Linked DNA regions of Sus scrofa: regions 2 and 3 are each linked to region 1. A link is a contact called in public Hi-C data. All regions are on one chromosome and are shown on one strand. Each heading gives the region's core, a stretch centred on a gene start, on an enhancer-like site or on the middle of the called end of the contact. The rest is flanking DNA. Distances are from core to core; before and after follow the strand shown. Region 1 overlaps GSK3B (glycogen synthase kinase 3 beta). Region 2 overlaps FSTL1 (follistatin-related protein 1). Region 3 has its middle 20 kb from the start of GPR156.

Evidence for each region. Hi-C and Micro-C count contacts between places; a contact is called where the count stands out from the background.
Region 2: a contact with region 1 is called in a Hi-C map of liver, with 5 times the contacts expected there. The contact joins two enhancer-like sites. A contact is called at or near these places in 19 of 47 Hi-C or Micro-C datasets (alveolar macrophages, blood, embryonic fibroblasts and 13 more) and 2 of 2 datasets of contacts at active chromatin or transcription factors (alveolar macrophages and skeletal muscle).
Region 3: a contact with region 1 is called in a Hi-C map of liver, with 4 times the contacts expected there. The contact joins two enhancer-like sites. A contact is called at or near these places in 2 of 47 Hi-C or Micro-C datasets (both in liver) and 1 of 2 datasets of contacts at active chromatin or transcription factors (alveolar macrophages).

Annotation. Positions count from the first base shown.
Region 1 is chr13:140,294,649-140,298,132 of Sscrofa11.1, reverse strand. The region is part of intron 7 of GSK3B (glycogen synthase kinase 3 beta); the gene reads right to left. Among named protein-coding and RNA genes, the nearest start is that of NR1I2, 110 kb to the left of the region's middle. Within about 2 kb of position 1,957, at least 2 of the 83 cell types and tissues checked have an H3K27ac peak or open chromatin away from gene starts, as enhancers often do. A contact at or near this core is called in liver, where this site is marked.
Region 2 is chr13:139,883,185-139,886,668 of Sscrofa11.1, reverse strand. FSTL1 (follistatin-related protein 1) reads right to left here. Exons shown (of 11, transcript XM_021070306.1): 4 at 1,063-1,192; 5 at 1-7. Among named protein-coding and RNA genes, the nearest start is that of FSTL1, 38 kb to the right of the region's middle. Within about 2 kb of position 1,833, at least 2 of the 83 cell types and tissues checked have an H3K27ac peak or open chromatin away from gene starts, as enhancers often do. A contact at or near this core is called in liver, where this site is marked.
Region 3 is chr13:139,953,038-139,956,521 of Sscrofa11.1, reverse strand. No RefSeq gene overlaps it. Among named protein-coding and RNA genes, the nearest start is that of GPR156, 20 kb to the left of the region's middle. Within about 2 kb of position 1,896, at least 5 of the 83 cell types and tissues checked have an H3K27ac peak or open chromatin away from gene starts, as enhancers often do. A contact at or near this core is called in liver, where this site is marked.

The DNA of each region.
Region 1 (3,484 bases), core at 708-3,207:
ATTTGTGTCTGGGTATGTTTTCTGCACTGAGCATAAAAAATTATAGTGTATACAATTATAAAAAGTTATCATTATTAAAAAATGCTACCTTCTCCAAGCCTTCAGAAGACTCTTTTTCTAAATAACCCTACTGCTATGGTAGAAGTGGCAAAGGACCATGCTATGTAATGGAATCTATGTTTGTGAATTCTTGATAGAAGGTCTCCCAAAATATTTTATTTTTATCTAGATGTCTGAAACCCCATCAGATATTTCTTAAGGTTATTTTAACTAGGATGTTAAGGAAGAATGTAAGAAAAAATAAATCTTATTTTAAGTCCCTTTTTACAAATGCTTTGAAAATCCAAGCAGTTTTTGATACTCAGGGGTTAACTGGCATAATGAGATTCTGTTCTGATAATCTTACATATGAAATCAACCTCAGAAAGCTAAATGTTTGTCAAGCTTAAAAATGATTTTTCATCACTTTTAATTCCATTCTGCCTTATACTTTCAACTTACTCTGCAGATGATATAAATTCTAATTTTATTCTAAATATTTTGTAAAACTTTTATTAGAGAATAGGTAGGGAGTTAGCTCAGTTTATAAAATTCTTGTGTTACTCATTCTGTAAATTATTGGCATGGACATTTACGCCAATGAAATTTAATAAACAACAATTACAACAATCACTAACTTTTCTTATTAATTCACAGGTAATCCAAATTCATGAATGAACAATGATCTAGCAGCTTAGTTCAATTTAAATATTTACTGAAAACTATTTTGGTGCCCTCAGATATTAAAACATACCAATAAAACAAAGTCCCTCCTCAGAAAGTTTATAAAATAATTAGGCAAGACTACCACATATAAAATTTATGAAGTTTGCTGTACAATTGTTCATTTTTTGCATACATTCAAATTCAGAGAGAAGTGCATCTATTTTATTGGGCAGAGAAAAACAGACTAACATAGAGTCCCTAGTTACCAAACATTGACTAACATTTCAAAAAAAATTGAGACAAATTGGGCACATGTAAGACCACCTTTCATGGAAAACTCAAATCTATTTTGAAGTCCTAATTAGCAGAAATGACAATGTTTGTTTAAAATATAAAATGTCCTAATAACGTTTAACTTTGAAAGTTAACCTATAGACAGGATCAATAGGATTCAGAGCTTTACCTCGAGTGCGTGTGTATGCGCACACCGCCCCCACCCATGTCTATTAACCTCAATGTAATGTATAACTTCAGGTCACCAAATAGGTGGTAAACTAATACTGATATTTCATATATCCTGGGCAGTACTACTTAAGAGTGTAAAAGGGACTGAGAAGCTTGATATTCCAAACTGCCCCGGGATGTTAGTTCTACTATATCATCCTCAGTAGGGTGATGACTATGTATAAATACAAGATAGCAAGATAACATATAAACGAAAAGAGTGTTTTATTTTAGAGTTGGCGTACTATGACAAGTTGATCATGGACCAACTTGCAACAAATAAGCCCTAAAGAAAAACAAAGTCTTAAGCCATTAATAACCAACAGTTTCTACTAAAATTAAATAAGCACAAAACAATATGAGCAGAAAGTTGAATTACAAGGACAAAAAGTGGTAATATAATCTCTGGACTTAAAGGTTTATAAGATATGATGGCAAGGATGAGATATATACTTACCACAGATATCTACCTTAGCTTCCTGAGCAATTTCATTTGTATCATGTATGAATTCGTTAAAAGTAATGACAAGTAATAAATCATTACAAAATTCTAAACTATAATCCTAGAGAAATGACACAGTTCTAATATTCCAAACATATATGATAAATAGAATGGCAATATGCTCAAAGAACTATGTAACTGAAAACCCAGGGATAGAAGAAATGCTGACTGGTTGTACTAAATAATGATCAGCAAACTATGGCCCAATCTCTGTTTTTTGCAGGGTTCATGAACTATGGTTGGACTTTAAAGATAACCATTTGCAATCACTTTGATGATACAAAACACTGACTTTGAACTCCAGTTAAGAGAAATGTTATAGCATCTCCCCCCAAAAATTCCATTCCTCTAATTAGTAGGCTCATTTTATTCAATTATTATATTAGTTTGAATTTCATCAATGAAAAATTTGTGGAATATTTTCTTTTGTTATATATCTGATATCCTTAATTTGCATTTTAGCCCACAAGTGTTTTAATATTTTACCTAGCCTTTTACAGAAAGTTTGCCAACTCCTGTATTAGAATACTAATTTTAATAATAATAAGGAATATACACAGGCCTTTTAAGAAACAAGGAAATCAAACTATCTGAACTTAGATTTGAATTTAGTGTGAGAATCAGGAAGGAAGTAGATCTGTTGATCTAAAATTAAGGGTTCAATCTGAAACTAAACGATGGTTACAAAAAAAAAAAAGACAGCAAATACCAATGGTCTCAGGTAAATATCTTAAGACATTACATAGATTCTTGCTCACATGTTGGTGTTTTCAACTACACTTGCATACACTGATACCTAGGAAAATCATCTTATCAAAAGTAACATATTTTTATAAAATACAGTACAAGGATTCTAAAATAACTTAATCATAAGTTACTCCTTAGTCCAGGATACAACTAGCTACTGAGGAGTCAAGCCCTCAGTGCAATAAAAACTAAATTGAAGCTGTCCAGATACAGAAAAGGCTGTATTCCAAAGTATCCGATGCTGGAAGTATTTAAGAAAACAGTTGAAGACCACTGTCAGGAATGTAACTAAGAAGGTTCTTTCATTTGATGGAGAACTGGACTACTTAACCTTTATGGAGATTTTTAATTTTTCACTTCTATGAGACATTTGGAAAATCAAGAATAAAGCCCAACAGGCAGTTGGTGTTATTGCTTTGGACAAACTATAACCTTTCAACCAATCTAGTGGTCTAAATACAGAGACATCAGGTATTTTTAATGGGGGTGAGAACTTATTTAAGATCTCAAGTGTTAAAAACTTTAAAATTGCAGTGCTGCTTTCCTTAAGAGACAATATTAATTCTAAGATAATAATTCTTTGGATCTGGTGTTTTTAATAAAGGTATTGACAGACCTAATAAATAAAATTGTATTAAACCCATAAGTCAAAATTATGCTTCTATCAAGCGTTCTACTAGTACATATCATACTTTCATTTTATAAATATTTAAATATTGAATAAATACAAGCATCTCCTATGTGCTCGGTAGAATATTACAAGCAGAGAGCACACGGTGAGCAAAAATAGACACAGCTTGTGTTTTTATTCGGTTTATATACATTTTAGTGATCTATGGCTTTTAAGTATCTTCAATAACAGATATATTTCTTTTTTGCATCAGATAGCCAAAATAGCTTTTCCAGTATCACACAAGAGAAGAATAATTCAATTAGATAGCAAAAGGCTGGGTTCTTATATTTCTTTTATAGCTGAACTTGCTCTGTGATCTTAGATCCCATTTGTCCATTTCCTAAATTTTTCAT
Region 2 (3,484 bases), core at 584-3,083, 410 kb after region 1:
TTCTTCTCTGCAAGACAAAAGGAGAAAATGCATAATGCAAAGCGAAGAAAAAAGAAATTTCTGTGTATTGCTAGGATTAAAACCACTCCCATGAAGGAGCCTACATTTATAATCTCTTCATCATTTTGCCTTGAGTCCTTGTATCCTCTCCTTCCACTCTCAAGTATGGGGATCTTTTCTTTCCTTATTTCTTTGACATTGTGAGGCCATGGAATTGCCCTCCTATCTCACATCTCTTACTGTTAGCTTGAGGGGTGGGGGTCTGCTGGGACTTTGAGAACTCATACAGAATCATTATGGATCAGGAAATGGGGTGGAGACCAACACTTGGGAAACAGCTTCTTGCTTCTCTAGGGAAGTTAAAGGCTGGGCAGGAGTTCCCTTTGTGGCTTAGCGGTTAACAAACCTGACTAGGATCCATGTTTGATCTCTGGCCTTGGTCAGTAGGTTAAGGATCCGGTGTTGCTGTGCGCTGTGGTGTAGGTCACAGATGTGGTTGGGATCCCGAGTTGCTGTGGCTGTGGAGTAGGCTGGTGGCTACAGCTCTGATTTGACTTCTAGCCTGGGAACTTCCATATGCCTCGGGTGGGCAGGAGGCTGATGTCTAATTAGCACAAGCTTGGGACCCCTCCCTCCTACCCTAATGGCAATGGTTTGAGTGTAAATTAGAGGAAATACAATATTATCAGGGATGAGAGATGCCCAAATTTAGAATTCATGGGGTATGTGAAATTTGCCTGCTTTCTAAAAAGGTACAGAATTCAGTTAACTACATATTATCGATAGTTGATGTGGTCCCCTACCCACTATCCAGATGAAGACAGTACTGGAAGCCGCCTTAGGGATCTGAGGCAGGGAGCACAGGGTAGAGGCCTACGCTACCCAGGGCACACCCAGCAGGCTAATGAGCACCAAGGGAATGCCTCTTTAGGTAACTGGGTGGTCTCTACAGCTTTGGGTGCTGTGCTCAGGGTGGAAAGGACCCCAGGAAGCCAGCCCACAATGCTCCGTTCCCTGGCTCCCTGGCTGGAGCTGCGATGTGGTGATGAGAGCACTCCTTACCTTTGCAGTGTCCATCATAATCCACCTGGATTTTGGATCCAGTGAGGCAGGCATCTCGATGCAGCTCACAGTGGTTGAGGTAGGTCTTGCCGTTGCTGCCACACACAGGCCTCTTGTGAGGTTTGCATTGCTGAAACAGACATGGAGGACATTGGTGCAGTCAAGGTTGAGTGTGTGTGCACGCGCGCACACACACACACACACACACACAAATACAAAGCCATCTTGTGAGAGGAATCCCTTCCAGGGATGACTTCTAAACTGCCAGGACACAGGGAGCCTCAGCTCTGGCATCAGTGACCCTACCCAACTCGTGTTGGAGGGACCCCAAATGGTGCTCTGTGCTGATCCTGGCCCAGGGTCATCTCTTCTACTCAGTGAGAAAAAATAACACTCTGCTACCCCAACACTATCAAATTAGCAGAAGGGCATTTTATTAAAAGTCAGGAATATGGATTATCTGCCACTTTATTACTTTGTAGAAAGTCTCTCAAGATCTCTGGATGATCTAAGATCCCTTACAATTTCAACATTCTATGACACAAAACAGAGCCAAGAGCTGGGAATGTGGAGAGACCGAAAGGCAGGTAAACACACAGCCCCACATCCCATCACCCCAATTCTTCAATAATTCCAGGGTCTAGCTCAAAGAATCTTTGTATTCTTGCTTTGTTTAGTATTTTGTTTTCCCCCTCATCTCACAGCAGTTGTTGTGAGGCAGGGGGAGGGGTGCCGGGTCTCTGTGAAGTTCTACAGAGGATCATTCTGGACAGGGAAATGGACTCAAGTTCACTTGGCACCTCGATTCTATTTTGGCTATTTAAAGTGCCATGCTTACGGGCAAGCTTGGTTTCTTTAGACTTTCATGGTTTCTGAAAGGGGGAAGGGGAACGCAAGTTGTGCTCAGATCTGATAAAGGCACCAAAGCCCAAAAGAGTAAATGTAGTAAAAGAACACCAAATCCTGGAAATGGAAGGTAGCCCAGCCAGATAAACTTCACTGAACCAACACTTATCACTGGGTTCTTACTATGTACTGGGCCCTGAACAAAGGCAAACATGGTCTGTCTTCATGGCATGGAGTGGCAACTAATTTGTTAAAATCACATAACAATATGTAGACAAGCTGAGGCTAGATGCCAGGTTTCTGGACCCTAGACAGTCACAGTAGCCTGCTACACCTCTAGTGAGGACCTCTCAGGGTCCCCAGCAGACCTGGTTTGCAGGTTTCTGAGTTGAAGGACTTCCTTTCTGAGACGATGGGTCAGGATCCTTTACCTGGGGACTAAAATGGGTGTATTTACTTGTAGAAATACAGATGAATTTCCAGGCTTGGGTTTGTCTAAAAAAAGGGGGAAAAAGGGCGACATCTAGGCTATTTATATTTGCCAAGAGTGAGAATCCTGCTTATGAAAGAAATATTTCTCAAAAGCTCACTTTGCTTTTTAAATTTCATTAAAAATAAAACCAAACCTGAAAAATCTGATTCTATCTTGTATTTTTAAAATGTTCATATCTTTGACCCAGCAAGTCCCAGTGAAACTCAAGCCTACAGAAATAATGACAGCAGCATGTCAGAATATTTGCACAAGGATGCCATTGTTTATAGTGGTAAACAACCCATGACACAACCTAAATGTCTATCTATAGGAAAATGATTACCTAAGTCTGGTTCTCTTGTATGACTATTATTGAGCTATTAAAAATGAGTTAAGGCGTTCCCGTCATGGCTCACTGGATAATGAATCTGACTAGGAACCATGAGATTGCGGGTTCAATCCCTGGCCTAGCTCAGTGGATTAAGGATTCGGTGTTGCTGTGGCTGTGGTATAGGCCGGCAGCTACAGCTCTGATTACACCCCTAGTCTGGGAACCTCCATATGCCACAGGTGAGGCCCTAGAAAAGACAAAAAAAAAAAAAAAAAAAAGGAGTTAAAACTATATGTGCTGACCTAGAGAGAACATTGTTATGATATATTAATAAGTACAAAATGTGAGTTGCATATATCTAGAGCTGTCTATATTATGATCTCATTTTTACATAAAATAGGGAGAAATCTTAGATAGTTGCATAGAAAAAATGAACATGTAGAACAAATATATACTGAACTCTTAACACCAGTTACCTAAGACCAATGGGATTTGAGGGTTACGGGAAAGATTATTAATTTTATGTTTGTATAAATGTCTCTACTATCGACTTATATAAAGCAACTGTTAATTTTGTAATTTAAAAATCTTATAAAGGTAAGTAGTGTTTAAAAAGAAAAGTATCCCTACATTCACATCTGATTTTTACCTTCTGAGATAAAATTTTCACTTCTTTCAAATACACAAGGTGTGCTTTTATAAAGATAATGAAATCATGGGCACTGCTGACTGGTAGCTCCAGCAAGGTAACCACACCTGCCTTGGCCACTGTC
Region 3 (3,484 bases), core at 647-3,146, 340 kb after region 1:
AAAAAAAAAAAAGCCTGGTTCTTTTTTTTTTTTTTTTTTTAGGGTCACACCCATGGCATATGGAAGTTCCCAGACTAGTGGTTGATTTGGAGCTGTAGCCCCTGGCCTACCCCACAGCCACAGCAATGCTGGATTCGAGCTGCATCTGTGACCTACACCACAGCTCACAGCAACACTGTGAGTAGGATCCCTAACCTACTGAGTGAGGCCAGGGATTGAACCTGTGACCTCATGAATACTAGTCAGATTTAGGGAGCCACGGCCGGGAACTCCCTAAAGATTGGTTCTTAGTGCCACGGGATTTCCTTAAATCAGCATCTACAACTGCATGACCTTCTCACCTTCCTGACTGCCTAATTTTATGAGGGCATATGCCCCTGGGGCCTATTTCTTGGATCTAGTAGTATACGAATAGTCATGATGGCCTGATCTTGATTTGGTGTTCATAGGTGCATAAAGAGATTAGATCCTGGCTGGTTGAGGCTACAGGGCACATGTAGGAAAATCACTCTCACCTGGGTAATAGGCTCATTAATGATAAGCAGATCCCTTCAAATCTTGATTTGAGAAAAGAGACACCTTAATGTCAGATCAAGTACTTGGCTTTTGCTTTAAGATGATTTTGGGACTCAAAGGAGAAAAAATCCTATCATGCAATGAGCCCAGTGCTATCTGATGTGTCACCTAGCAGCTCATTTATTCCTCTCTGGGCCACGTGGTCAGGTGAAAGTGACAGGCACATTCTGGAGATCTGTGTCCAATGGCCAAGCTTTAGTTTTTGGGTGTGGATGTGTGTATATTTGCATAAGGTATTTGGTGTGTGCATATGTGTATGTGGGATTGTGTAAGGATATGGACTTACCTGAATGTAAATACTGATTTGACCCTGTTCAAGTTCTCTCCTTAATGGTATATTGAAGAGATTATATGTACCTGAGAGTCCAAAAAAAAAAAAAAAAAAAAAAAAAGGAAAGGAGTAAATCCCTTTGGAATAGGTTTACAATAATTAACATGTACTTAACTATGTGTGGCACTGTACCAGCAATATGCATAGATAACTTCACTTTGTGTCACATATCAATCACCAAACTTCCATAAGACACTCAGCCAAGTGTCCTTTTCTCCTCCTGAATACATCAATTCCTGCATTGACACTAAAAGGCTGCTTCTTAGGAACACTAGTCAGGAAGCTTCTTGACAGTTCCACTGTCAAGAAATCTCTTCTCATCACAATATCAAGTTGTTTTATTGCTGTGTTTATGTTTCAACTGCACAGAACTGTGATCTTGTTCTCTCATTTTTCTCTTCCTTACAAACAGATGTTGCACAAACACGGGCAGGCATGTTGAAAGTGTGTGCATTGACTTTTCTAGTGGTGGGAGGAGTTTGGGATTGGGAGAAACAACAGAGAGAGAGTATCGAGGAAGGGAACAGCAGCATTTGGGAGACAGGCAAAGGCAAAGGCACTAAAACAGTATAATGTGCGCGTGTGCGCACACACGCACACACACTCTCTCTCACAAAACACTTTGGTCTCACTAGTGTCATTGAGCCTGTCAACAGACATAAATAGTTTGAAAGTTGCCTTCATATTAATCTGGCTAGCACAGAGCATAAGAACCTTGGGAAATACTTCCTCTAGTGACAATTATTAAACTTCAGGATTGCTAAAGAAGTAAAATCTTCTCTAAGGTATTTAAAAATAGGATAGGTTCTTACCTTGATAGTTGAGGTGTCCTGTTGTGTCAAGTGGTCTGATGATGACTTCTCAAACCCTCTCTGCCAAATCTTTGATTCTGTGATCACTTAGAACCAGAGGGAAATTCATACAGCAGGCCAGGGTTAAAAATGTAATTACAGTTATGCCACAGCTGAAGTCATAGGCATCTAGCAATCATCTGATTCATTTTTATCCATTGGTCAATTACACACATGCCTTTCTTTTATGAGATGCTGCCCTCAACAGAAATAAAAAAGATTCTTTGTTTCAAAGCTGCCCATTGACTTGTCATCCACTACAACAAACCCTTGGAAGTGACATAAAGGGAAGAATTTTAATTGTAGATTCAGGGGCAAAGTTCTCATTACCCCACTAACATTGCCCCTGGCTGCATATGCATTGGTTTGGGAGGAAGGATTAAAAGACCTAAGTAGAGGTGACTAAAAAGGGTGTGGTGAGTGATGCAAGAACTTACAAATATTTGAGAGCTACAAAAATAGAAAGGAGTTTTGAACACAGATAATTGTAGACTCAAAGTTAGGAAAGACCTCAGAGATCATCGTCAAGGTTACAAACAAGTTAAAATTTAAAAGGACAAAATCCTAAAATTGTAGAAGTTTTCTAGTTGTAACATAAGCTTAATTTCTAGGAAGTTAAATTTATTTTACAAATCTTTAATTAGTTCAGCTTTTAAGCAACATAAAATCTAGTCTTTATTCATAGAAAGAAAATACCCATAGTAACACTTTAAGCATATTGTTTTTTCTTTGAGTTTCCATGGCTTCTTGAGCAAGTTTAATTTTCCATTTAAATCTTCCATATATTTAGAGGTCTCAAGATATCAGTGTTATTCAGATATCATTAATCAGTAAAATAATCATGTAATTTCATAATAGACCTAGAAGAAACTGGGGCAGAAATATTATAAGCATAGTACTTATAAAAATGTGTAGCTGAGTTGAAATTTTCTGTTTCCTATCAAGAGAATTTATGTTTATGAATGATCTACAGTGTTTTCTTCGAGGCAGATGTCCACATTTTCCTATCTTTCTTGGTAATGTCAACTTGTCCATCACTGCTGCTTGGGATGTTTGCCATTTGTTTACCCGTGGTCAACATATGACTCGATAAGGTTTTCCTCCCTTGTGGCTTTAACCTGCAATATCTGACCAAGGTATCCTTTTATGAAAGTTCCTGAACACAATGATCTGTTTTGCTGCTTCTGTGTTCCATGATTAAGCAAATACTCTGAAACTGCCTTCAGTATGGCCAATCCACTTGACTATTCCATATTACACCCACAAAGTATTTTCAGTTCAGGAAAAAATGTAACTGACAGGGAGAAGCAAAGAATGTTGGATTAGCAATCAGTGCCAGGTCTAAAGGAGATATTCAATTAAAAAAATTTCAATGGATGGATTCTAGCCCCAGCTGTCACAATCTTAAGAGGACTTGGGCACATCACTTTATCACTTTGGGCCCTTTTCTCATCTATAAAAATCCTACTTCACTAACCTCGTTACCACAAAGGGACTTTCATGGAACTATCACCCTTGCTGGACCTATCACTACATAACTGAGTCATGTAGCAGAGCTTCTGCAACTACTGATGCCAACTCTACCTCTGGAGGTCAGGTGTCAATGGGTCTGAGGATGGGACCTGTATTTTTGTATATTTTGAAAGTTCCCACGGTGATTCTAATGTGTAACCAGGGTTGAAAAAGTCTGCGTAAGAAATATTCTTAGATCTTACCCCTTCTATGG